3 separate regions of the Zea mays genome follow, and all the other regions are linked to region 3. Evidence: chromatin contacts called from public Hi-C data. All regions are on one chromosome and are shown on one strand. Each heading gives the region's core, a stretch centred on a gene start, on an enhancer-like site or on the middle of the called end of the contact. The rest is flanking DNA. Distances are from core to core; before and after follow the strand shown. Region 1 holds the start of LOC100280253. Region 2 holds the start of LOC103643400 (putative acyl-CoA N-acyltransferases (NAT) family protein). Region 3 holds the start of LOC100282235.

What was found. A called contact is a pair of places that touch in the nucleus more often than the background predicts.
Region 1: a Hi-C map of ear shows a contact between it and region 3, with 3 times the contacts expected there. The contact joins the promoter of LOC100280253 here to the promoter of LOC100282235 in region 3. A contact is called at or near these places in 5 of 25 Hi-C or Micro-C datasets (bundle sheath, ear, endosperm and 2 more) and 1 of 3 datasets of contacts at active chromatin or transcription factors (leaf).
Region 2: a Hi-C map of ear shows a contact between it and region 3, with 1.9 times the contacts expected there. The contact joins the promoter of LOC103643400 here to the promoter of LOC100282235 in region 3. A contact is called at or near these places in 2 of 25 Hi-C or Micro-C datasets (bundle sheath and ear).

The regions. Positions count from the first base shown.
Region 1 is chr1:232,438,488-232,442,618 of Zm-B73-REFERENCE-NAM-5.0, forward strand. It overlaps LOC100280253, which reads right to left and starts at 1,939. Exons shown (of 2, transcript NM_001153181.1): 1 at 1,521-1,939; 2 at 1-799. The coding sequence starts at 1,843.
Region 2 is chr1:232,346,300-232,350,279 of Zm-B73-REFERENCE-NAM-5.0, forward strand. LOC103643400 (putative acyl-CoA N-acyltransferases (NAT) family protein) reads left to right here and starts at 2,622. Exons shown (of 3, transcript XR_560992.4): 1 at 2,622-2,998; 2 at 3,104-3,499; 3 at 3,741-3,980.
Region 3 is chr1:232,571,470-232,575,200 of Zm-B73-REFERENCE-NAM-5.0, forward strand. It overlaps LOC100282235, which reads left to right and starts at 1,663. Exons shown (of 6, transcript NM_001291609.1): 1 at 1,663-1,856; 2 at 2,024-2,179; 3 at 2,331-2,437; 4 at 2,610-2,832; 5 at 2,932-3,045; 6 at 3,162-3,552. The coding sequence starts at 1,746. The coding sequence ends at 3,395. LOC103643403 (trafficking protein particle complex subunit 13) reads right to left here. Exons shown (of 11, transcript XM_020546744.2): 11 at 3,642-3,731.

The sequences.
Region 1 (4,131 bases), core at 689-3,188, 130 kb before region 3:
CAGCTGCTCCCGGAACACCCTCAGTACGTCCGCGAACGTGACGATGCCAGCAAGGCGGCAGTCGCTGTCCTCGTCGAGGACCCACACGTAGCTCACCCTGTGCGCGAGGGCCTGCACCATGACGGCCACCAGCGAGCTCGCGGGGCTGCACACCACCGGCTCCTCGGCTGACCGCCGCCCGTAGCTCCCCGACGACGGGCGCCTCAGCTGCGTCCGGCCTGCCTCTTCGTCGGACGACGAGGACGCGGAGGAGAACGACGATAGCGTCTCGTCCTCAACCAGCGCCAGCATGGCGTCGAGGCCCTTGTCCTTCAGCCCGGCCTTGATGGCGCGCGAGATGTGCTCGGGCGGGGACCCGAAGTAGTCGACGTAGGCCATGAGGTCCGCCGCCGAGAGCGTGGCGATGGCCGCGGCCGCCGTCTCGTCGCAGGCCGCGAGGAGGGCGGGGGAGATCTCGCCGAGCAGGTGGCCGTCTTCGGTGACCACGGCGACCGCCGTCTCCGTGGCGACGGCGCGGCGGATGAGGGGCACGGCCGACAGGGCCGCCTCGCCGGGGCGCACCGACAGGAAGTCGGTGCGCACGAGCCCGAGCGAGGACACGGAGCGCGCGGCCACATGGTAGAAGAGGCCGATGGAGTTGAGGAAGTAGCGCACGAGGTCCTCCTGCGTGAGCCAGCAGAAGTCGCCGGCGGCGGCGGAGCCTCCGCCGCCGCCGAGCTGCTTCTTGCGCCAGCCAGCGCGTAGCGGGACGGCGAGCACCTGCGCCCCGCTCAGAACCGCATCAAGCGCCTCCAAGATACTGCAGAAAGAAGAGAAACCCGCACACTGGTCAGCTCAAGACGAACCGAATCTATGCCTGCCTTGTGATTAAAAATAGGCAAGACGCGAGAGATGGAGATAGGATCCCAAAAGAATACCCACTATTTTCAAGAAAGATTCGAATAAGACGCACAATTTTTCCAACCACAAGCCAAGATCCTCTTTTCATTCCAAGATTACATCAAGTGGCGCCGTTTTCCAGCCACGAGCAGACCCCCCCCCCCCCCCCCCCCCCCCCCCCAAAAAAAAAATCCCAAATTTATTAGTTGGGTGGGAGCAACTAATCCAGCTAATCCTATCAAGCATCTCGCAAGGAGACAGCAGTGCATGGCTGCATGCGACAATCTCCGGGAAGACTGTCTCCAGTGAGTCGGATGAGCTGGACCTGAATGCGCGGTTTTTTTCTTCACCGGCTCACCGCCACATGAGTACTGTACATATTCCAACCAGGAAAGCAGACATCAAACTCTCCAAGTAACTGTGATGAGGATGAACGCTCGTCTGTCTTGGACTTGGACGTTGGACCTAGCCCGCACATCGTTTTTTTTCGATAAACATATTTTTCGCAGCTTTTATAAGGATTTGACCAAAATCGTGTTTCCTCGCGACGAACCTTAGGAAACTTCCAGTTCCAGACTTCCAGTCACGCGTCGTTTGCACAGACCCAGGAGAGAGGAAGAGGGAGAGGGGCTGAGCTTTACCTCGAGCGGGGATCGACGCGGCGGACCTCTCCAGCGCCGTCCTTCGGCAGGAGCGCGGAGACCGGCTTGGAGAACACGACGGCGGGGCGCGCGAGCGCTTCGGGGTCGGTGCACAGGAAGCAGAGCACGTCCGCGAGGCCGACCCGGCCGACGACGGCGCGCGCTGGTCCAGTCACCGCGACGCAGGATGGTGCGCCAGAGCGGGCCACCCTCCGGAGCGCGGCGGCAAGGTCGCCGGCGGCGGCGGAGAGCGGGAGCGACCTCACGGCCGGCTTGCCGATGCACAGGTCCGACACCTCATTGGCCAGGAAGCTCACTGCCATGCACTTGCGGGGCGGGCCCTGGGCGGTTTCGCGATCGAAACCTCCTTCGAAGTTTTTTTTTTTTTTGGGTGGGAGTCGGGAGGAGGACGAGAAGGGGGAGAGGGGATTTTTGCTTCAACCGCGGCTTGTCGGGAGAGAGGGCGTTTATATAGGCTTTGCGGAAGGCACAAGGACAGGGGGTTGAGGTATGTCAATGACATGTGGGGTCGATAATTAGTGGGCCTCGGAAAGGTGAGAGCAGAGAGCTGGGTTGTTTTGAGGTGAGCTTGTGAAAACACCAGCCGCGGTTTTACGACGGCGTACGGTTTTGATGTCGGCTAAGCTCCGCTGATAGCTGAGTCGAGCCGAGCTGGCTTCGGCTGATTGCTGACTTGTGGAACGGGACCGGCAGTTTCTGAAGCTTCTGTCAGTGGAGCAAACTGGAGAACGTTTCCTCCTCCGCTCTACTGGAAATAGGAGTAAAAGACAGCACAGTTAAGTGCTGCAAAATAAATTAGGCGATACTTAAATTCTTCTCTTATTGCATACTGTAATTACTGGTTTATACCCCGTGGCGGAGGGGTCAACAAAATCACTTGACAAAATCAAGCAAAACTGTAAAACACAAGTGTTACGAAGAATTTAGGTTTCATATCCATAGATACAAATTAAGAGAAGAAACTATATAAACAAAAGAAGCAAACGTGTCGTTAAGTTCCTACTGACTGAATCCAAGCCATATGTATTTCGTTGAATGTATATCTCCTTGAAGGGCTCGGGGCACCGGGAAGGGGACAGTGTCAAACGACCTCTCCCGTAGAGAGACAGGACTCCCTGGTTCACCAAACTCATCAATCGTCATGATGGGTCGCATTGTTGCGATGAGTGAGATCGGGCTTGCTAGACAGGCCAGCATCGCAGCGATGACGAGCAAGGTGAGGGCGTCGGGAAGAGGTTGGGCTTGGTGGTGGCGAGCGGCATCAGAGCGAACTGAATCGGGTGGCATCAAATAGCATAAGGTTGAACAAATAGATGTGAGGACTGGACCAAGAAGGAATGGAGGATGACATAATTCGGAAGGATTGGACCAATCTGACGAGAAAATCAAGTAGTCGTGTTAATGAGCTCTAAATTTTACACTATAAAATATAAAGATCGGACCAGATTAGTATCTAGCTCTATATCTATCTGTTTTTGAACTAAAATTAATTAAGATCTCAAACAAATCGTAAATAAACATTTGGATCGTAATATATTACCACCTCTAGATCCAGCACAAGATTGGTTTAGTGCACCTAAAGCTTTACTTTATTCTATACTTAACTTTAAATGACGTTTTACAAAATTGAGGGTACCATGGCCCACTTTGCCCTCCCTAGAGATGGCCAAACGGGCCGCCCGGTCCGTTTTGGGCCCGGCCCGCCAGACACGGTTAGAAAACCGGGCTGGGCCGTCTAAGCACGCGAGCTCAATTTCCTGTCCGAGCCCGGCCCGCAGCGTGCCTAAACGGGCAGCACGAAAAAAGCGAGCCGAAAAGCGGACTATGCGGGCCGGTAAGCATGTTTTAGTGTAAAAACGGGCTTAACGGGCTTAGAGGTAAACGGACCGTGCCGGGCTAGCCCACCGTGCCTAGTTTCCTGTCCGAGTCTGCCCCGCTTATTCGTGACGGGCCGGCCCGGGCTCGCATAAAATCGGGTCGTGCCGGGCTCGGACCAAACTTAAACAACGGGCTTCGTGGCGGGCTCGCGGGCCTTGTGCTTATTGGCCATCTATACCCTCCCCCAATCCGCCTATGTTTATACCGGTGTGATTCTTTTATATCAACCACATTATTGGATCTAACTAATTCTAATGTGACATAAATATGTGGGCACCGCCAGCTAAGTGGAAACAATGTCTACCTAACTAGAATAATTAAAAACGGACTTTAAGTCTTGTCGTTTTTGCTCAGATGTTGCAAATGCTTTCTGGTTATATTATCATGCTTGTATCAAGCTTTGGGAAAGGAAGTTGCATACTATGGATCCAGTTTTCAAATATGATATGTACCCAAATTAAATTTATGTTGATGGTTATGTACTTCTCTTCTTGCTATTAAGCAGCAGCCGCTATTGCTAATGCCTGGTAGGATGAGCTGCAACCGCAATTCACCCAGCCGAATATATCTTGCAATTCTTGCATTTTAAAAATAAATTATTTCAAAATTCTATATACATAATTTTTATTATACACCATGATATATATATTATATATAATTTATAGTAACAACTATAATTTGCGTATTTTTACCATAGTACTTATTTAGTCGT
Region 2 (3,980 bases), core at 1,372-3,871, 220 kb before region 3:
AGTTAAATTCCAAGTAACCTATGCACTTACCTTATGCAAACTAGTTCATTTCTGCACTTTATATATTTGCTTTGGTTTGTGTTGGCATCAATCACCAAAAAGGGGGAGATTGAAAGGGAAATAGGGTTAACCGTTTCCCACAATTAATTTTGGTGGTTGAATGCCCAACTAGTTTGCTCTAGAATACATGTTCTACAGGTGCACAAAGGTTCAACACAAACCAATAAATGTTCAAGTTAGGGATTCAATTCAAAGGAGCAAAATAAACCAAGTGTGTTGTGGCCTGGCGCACAGGACTGTCCGGTGTGCCACCGGACAGTGTCCGGTGCACTAGGACCGTACTGAGTCCAACCAACCACTCTCGGGTTTTTCGTAGGCGCACTCCGCTATAATTCACCGGACTGTCCGGTGTGCCACCGGAGCAATGGCTAACTCGCGTAACGGTCGATTGCAAAAGGGGCTGACAGAGGAACAGTGCGCGCAGAGTCAGAGCCGCAGAGTCAGAGGTGCACTGGACAGTGAACATGACTTGTCCGGTGTGGCACCGGACTGTCCGGTGCCGCAAGAGGACAAGACCTCCAACGGTTGACCAGGCTCCAGACCCTAACGGTTGGGTGACGTGGCGGCGCACCGGAGTGTCTGGTGCATCCATCGCCAGCAGCCTTCCCCAACAGCTTCTTGGTGGTTGAGGGCAATAAATACCCCCAACCACCACAACCCCAAGCATCCAAGTCTTTTGAAGTTTTCATTCAATACAAGAGCTAGTGCATTCAGTCATAGACACAAATCAAAAGATCAAAGCCTCTCTAAGTCTCAAATTCATTCCAACCACCTAGTGACTTGAGAGAGAGTGTGTTCGTGTTCATTTGCGCTCTTGTTGCTTGGATCGCTTTCTTCCTTCCTCATTCTTGTTCCCAAGTGACTTGTAATCAAAGCAAGAGACACCTAAGTATGTGGTGGTCCTTGCAGGGTCTAAGTGACCCATGTGATTAAGGAGAAAGCTCACTCGGTCTAAGTGACCGTTTGAGAGAGGGAAAGGGTTGAAAGAGACCCAGTCTTTGTGACCACCTCAATAGGGAGTAGGTTTTTTAGAACCGAACCTCGGTAAAACAAATCACCATGTTCATTCGCTTGATTTCCATTTGATTTGTTTTCCCTCTCTCTCTCGGACTTGATTTAAGTTCTAACGTTAACCCCGACTTGTAGTGTGTATTTAAAGTTGTAAATTTCAGATTACGCCTATTCACCCCCCTCTATGCGACTTTCAACTCCAGTCGGTACAAACAATGCCATAGAGGCTGTTTGGACCCCGATGGGAGCTAGAGCCTAAGCCCACCACCGCCGGGGCCTTGGGTATTAAGCCATCGTATCCTTCAAGCACCAGTGCCACAAGATACAGGGCACCCATCAATATCGTGAAATATTCGAGAGAATCGAACCCCAGTTTATGGCTGGGGATTATTGGCTAGCATGCCATGCAAGAGGAACGAATCATGATGACTTCATAATCCGCAATCTCCCCCTGTACCTAGCAGACTCAGCGTGGGCATGGTTGGAAAACTTGAGGCCCGGCTGCATTCAAAACTGGACCGACATCGAAGAGATTTTTATGGGGAACTTTCAAGCACGTACGTTCGCCCCTGCAGAGCAAACGACGCGCGAAGGAGGGGAAGGAGGAGAAGGGCTTGGTGGCTACGACTTTGACATGGATGGCACGCTCGTGGTGGCAGAGCATGGCGAGTGGGCGTTGGTTGCCGAGTTCGGTGGAGCTCCTAAGCCGGATGGATGACGCGAACGATGCAAAGCGGTTTTAAAGACACACAGAAGGCTTCAACATGGGGGAGGAGTGGAGGACGCACTAAAGTGCTGCATTAAAGGAGTAGATATATGACACGATGTGAAACATAGGAAGTTATTTATTATATTCACTTCATCTTAAAATAATTATCGTTCTTAATTTTGAAAGAGTCAATTATTCTAATTTGAGCCAAATATATAAAAATTAGTACAATGACTACGCATTGCGACGACGCACAATCATATTTCATACCCATCAAAAACAAATGTAATATCAAATATTAAATAGAGAAGAATAAATATCACACTTTGTCTTAGCCAAAAGATAGAGAGATACGAGTCCGAAAATAGTCCAACCCCTTTTTTATAGCTAGCTTGGTGGTTTGTCCTCTTTCAGCCGATGTGGTACTATGTGTAAGTGTTACGTTACACGTGGCTTTCTATTATGTTGGACGGTTTACTATCGTGTTGTTCTTGGATGGTTTCCCACGACCCATGTGGGTAATAGTACACTAATAGAGGCTTAGTTGTTTTCATGTCCTATGTGAGGGAGAGGAGAATAGACTTATGTGCTTATAATGACCGTCAGAGACTATCTTCAACAAATTATTCATACTTATATTTTTATTCAAACTATACTTTAAAAACATCGGTGTAAAATGGTGTTTTTAGTGACCATATGAGTAATGTACAATAGTTTGAATATGTGTATGATTATGCTTAAAAATGTTTTATTTATCGTATAGATATTAATTGTTATAACATATAATTAGATAAATCTTTAAATCTTTTTATAATATATTTAAAGATATACATTATTGGCATTATTAAAATATTAAAATCTGAAAAAAAGTTTAACCGTAGCGAGACGCACATGCACCCAAGACAAGCACCGAAGATGGCTTGACGCCCGAATCCAGACCCTCGTCTGTTATGGCGGCGGCGGAGGCGGCGCCACCGCCGATACTCGAGCTGGACCCGTCGCACGATCGAGCCGTCAGCGTTGTCGAGGACATCGTGCGTCTAGAGCGGAGGATCTTTCCGAAGCACGAATCGCTGGCGCGGTCCCTGCACGACGAGCTAAAGCGGCGGAACTCCGGGCTGATCTACAAGACGTCCAGCGCCGACGAGGGGGAGGTCATCGGGTATGCCATGTACACCTGCAACACATCCCTCTGCGCCACCATCACCAAGCTCGCCGGTGAGACACACGTCGCGATCCCCCTCTCTCTCCCTGGGTTATGTTAAGGTTATGCGGCGGAATGACCGGATCCGTGCCCCCGAAACTGCAAACTTTTGGTTTCAGTGAAGGAGAACTGCAGGCGGCAGGGCCACGGCGAGGCGCTGCTGGCGGGCGCAGTGGAGCGGTGCCGGCGGCGGAAGGTCCAGCGGCTCTCCCTCCACGTCGACCCCACGAGGACGGCTGCCGTGGCGCTGTACCGCAAGGCCGGGTTCCAGGTCGACACCACCGTCGAGGGCTACTACGCGCCTCACAGGGACGCCTACCGGATGTTCTTGGATCTGTAGTAGAACCGTCGAGGACGAGAAAACCAGCCCATGTGTTCCGGCAGCTGCTGCCGGCTTGTAGCTGGTCTGGTCTGGTGATACAATACCTCGTGAGTAGGATACAGCCAACAGCCGAGCAGGGTGGATGATTCGAAGCTGTAAGAACGATCTGCTAGAAAGTTTTCATACCACCAAGGTAATTCCCGCTGGATTCTGAAAATAATGTTTCCGTATTATATGAGCATAAGGTTTCAGTAACTGCAACTGTAGTTAGGATATCACTTTGGCTGTATGGTAGTAATTCAGTTCATAGATGCTGCCACATCAGTTCCTCCTCCATTGTCAAGGTAGCTCGGCAAGAATTTGGTGGACAATTTTGACCTTATGGTAACTAAGAGATGTTTACTGATAGTAGCTGGCTAACGCCACTGACACAGAGAAAATCGAAAGCCCAATCTGATTCAGCATCGATTCAAGTACCCCTTAGGCAATGCTGATTCACAGCAGGAGGGAGCAAACCAATCCCGCAAGTGTGCCTGGCCCATCGGAAGGCCGATGCGCTGGAGTCTCGGAGAACACCCAGCGGGCAGTGCCTATGCAAGGCCGGCGGCGGCGACGGCGGGTCAGCTCACAGGAAGATTGCTCGGGACGGACGGAGAGGGAGGCTTTGCGTCAAG
Region 3 (3,731 bases), core at 413-2,912:
CCGACAGGCATGACCGTTTGAACATGTATAACCCTATCCATCTTCACCTTTTTACTAGAAATGGCAATTTGACTCGCGGATTTAGATATCCGTCGGATATCTGATCCGACAGAGCCGGATATGGATACATTTTTTGACAAGTGGGCTAAACACATATCTGACCCAAAGTCGGACAGGCACGGAGTATGATACTACCTCCCACCCGTGGATTATCCGTTGGATATCCGAAATCAACCCGTAGTTTTTTTGGCCTAGTCCATATTACACAGCAAAGAGGAAACCCTAAGTCTATGAACCCCGTGCCTAATGCCCCCATTTCCCCACCATTGGCTGCCCCTTCTAGCCTTGATAGCTTCCTGTGCCATGCGTTGTGGGACCTTCCGAGTCCCACAGACCGCAGCATAGCTGGCGGCTACCCCTTCGAAGCTCCAGTGTCCCTAGTTGTAGCCCGCAGGCTCATAATAATACTTTTGTTTAGTTTTTAATTATGTATGATGGTGAATTGGGAAGAAATTTGATTAATTATGCTATTGAATTGTTGAAAAAATTGGGCTTATCATATTCGACAGATATCCGAAATCTGATGGGCACGAGCATGGATATAAATTTCTACCCACATGTATGGTCGCAGGCGGATATTGATGGCAACAGTGGATATAGTTGCGGGTGGATATTTGTAATATCCGATCCAAATCTGATCTATTGCCATCTCTATTTTTTTCAACCTAAATCACGAGAAAGCAAACAAGGCCTTATGTGAAAGAAAAGAATGCATCTAGAGTAGAGATGGCAATGGGGACCCGATCCTCGATTACCTTGCGGAGAATTCCTCTATTAGGGGATGTGAATGGGAAAGTTTTTTCACCACGAGGATGTAAACGGGGACCCGTTAAACTTACATGTGACGATGTTTTCATATAATAGTTAATGATAAAAATAAATAATTACCTTGCCAAGAGATCATCCATTGTACAAGTGTATTCATTTTAATGTACACATAATAATTTTTACATTTAACAATATATATAAGTGATAATGTTTTACATTAATAATAAATGAAGTACAATCTGATTATAATTTAAGCGGGGACGGAGATTTCGGCAAGGATTTATCCCCGCGGGTAACGGAGATGATGGGAAAGAAATGTCACCCGCAAGCGTTCGTGGGAATCCTTGCGGAGAAATTTTTTTGTCGCGAGGACGGAAATATAGAGTTAAAACCCGATGAGAATTCCTGTTGACATCTCTAGTCTAGAGGGATGTTGTCCAGAACGGGCCTCCCGATTTTCGTTGCTGCAAAAATGGAGTTGGAAGCATATGACGCGGAAGGCAACCAAACCAGTATCACCACTAATTTGATGCGGCCCACATCGAAGTCGCTAAAATCCAGCATGAACAACGGAAAAAGGATAAATGCTCACGGTTTTACACCGGCACCAGCTACACCTACACCACAGCCGGGGATTTCCTCGACGCGCCCTCCCAACGGTCGACCGGATCCTGCCGTCCACCAGCCCCACGCGCCCACATCCCACCGTTCAGATCGACCACGCCTTGCCGCACCGAGGGCAGAATCGTCCGACGCAAAGCCTAGTCTCCCTCATTTTAATCACGTCACTGGCCGCAGGCGCCTCCCAGTTTCAAATCTCAAATCCTCATCGTTCTCCTTTCCCCAAAGGCCAAAACCGACCCCGCTCCACGCCTCCACTCCCAGCCCCAGCGGATCTTCTCGAGCGGCGGCCGGCGATGGCAGCGAGCAACATCGGGATGATGGACGGAGCCTACTTCGTCGGGCGCAACGAGATCCTCGCGTGGATCAACACTACGCTGCAGCTCGGCCTCTCCAAGGTGGAGGAGGTAAGCAGCGCCCGCCCGGGTCCCTCTTCCCGATCTGTGCCGTTCGCGTTAGTGGTGGAGCCAAGGTTTCCGGGATCTATTCGGAGGGTTCCCTGTTCGTGCGGGCGGGCTAAGCGGTTGGGTTCTGTGCGAGTCCCTGAAACCAGTGGTCGACTTCGTGGTCTCAGGCGGCGTCAGGCGCGGTTGCGTGCCAACTGATGGACGCGGCGCATCCCGGCGCCGTGCCGATGCACAAGGTCAACTTCGACGCCAAGACGGAGTACGACATGATCCAGAACTACAAGGTCCTGCAGGATGTGTTCAACAAGCTCAAGATCACTAAGGTGAATCACGGCTTTGGTTTCTCGCCCTTCTCTTGTGCCGCCCGCATGGGATTTTTTTTATTTTATTTTCTGAAATCGATTGAACTGCCCCATCGTGTTTTGTTGCTAATATGATCTTATTTTTGTTGTTTTCTCTGTTAATTTGGCGCAGCATATAGAGGTGAACAAGCTTATCAAAGGAAGGCCCCTTGACAATCTGGAGTTCATGCAGTGGATGAAACGATATTGTGATTCTGTCAATGGTGGCTTCATGAGCAGGTAATCACTGACCTGTTTACTAAAATTTTAGACTGTAGCTCAGATAAGGCTTTGAGCATTCCTCAGTAGTAATATATTTCGTTTGTCGCCACACAACTATAAGCAAACCGTATTAAAAGAACATTTCTGAATGTTTACATTTCATTGTCCTGTTTTTTTTTTACGTACACAGCTACAATGCTTCTGAGAGAAGGGAAAGCAGCAAAGGGGGAAAGGAGACGAACAGAAGGGCATCGGTGCCCTCTCACACACCGGCCAAGTCTGCATCCACAGGTCACAAGGCTCAAGCATCACATGGTGCCAAGCGGGCAAGCGGGCAGACGGCGGGTGCACCACAGCGCAGCGCTAAGCCATCACCTGCAGCCAGCTCTGGCGGACCAGCTTATGACGAACAAGTGAGCCTTATTAGTCAGTCTGTGTAGATGTTTCTCCTAATTTCTTTTCTTTTCAGTTTCCAAAATTATGATGACGTGTGAATGTGACATGGTTTGCAGATAACTGAGCTGAAGCTCCTTGTGGATAGCCTGGAGAAGGAGAGAGATTTCTACTTCTCCAAGCTGCGGGACATTGAGATCTTGTGCCAAAACCCTGAGGTTGAGCACGTGCCGGTGAGTTACTGCCTTGCGGCTATCATCTGAAATTTTTTTCCCTGTTGTATCCATTCTTCAGAACTGTATCGTGAGTCGTGACGATGATTATGATGGTGGTCGTCTTCTTGTCTCAGGTCCATGCTATCCAGAACATACTCTACACATCAGAGGAGGACCCTCAGCAGCAGGCTCCAGCCCTGAGCCCCATCATGGAGGCGTCCGAGGAGAGGCCGAAGCAAGAGGCGGCGCACAAGAGAAAGAGCATCTCGGACCTGGACGAGTTTGGTATGTCGTCCAGCTCAAGGCAGAGGCTCTCCGACATCTCAGACGTGCAGCTGTGTGGATCCCCGCTGACGAGTTTCAGCTGAAGGAACCGTCATCTCTACAAAATGGGTGTCTCGTCTTTCTGTTGGATTGGTTCGTGGTTTCGTATTTCATGTGTTGTTTGGTGGTGAACTGTCGTGTGCTCTTAGCAAGTTGTCTGCCACAGAATTTGTGGCCATAAATGCTACAAGTTCCTCCTGCTATGTTATCTGCCACCCATTCCAAGCTGCATAATCGCAGCGGCCGCTATGAGCATTTCCGTAACACTTGCGACCCCCAAAAAAGCAACGTTGCAAGCAAAGCATCACATGCCATTTTGGATTACCACTACAATGCTGTCAACACCCGTCATTTCGTAGTTACACACCAGATAATTTTGT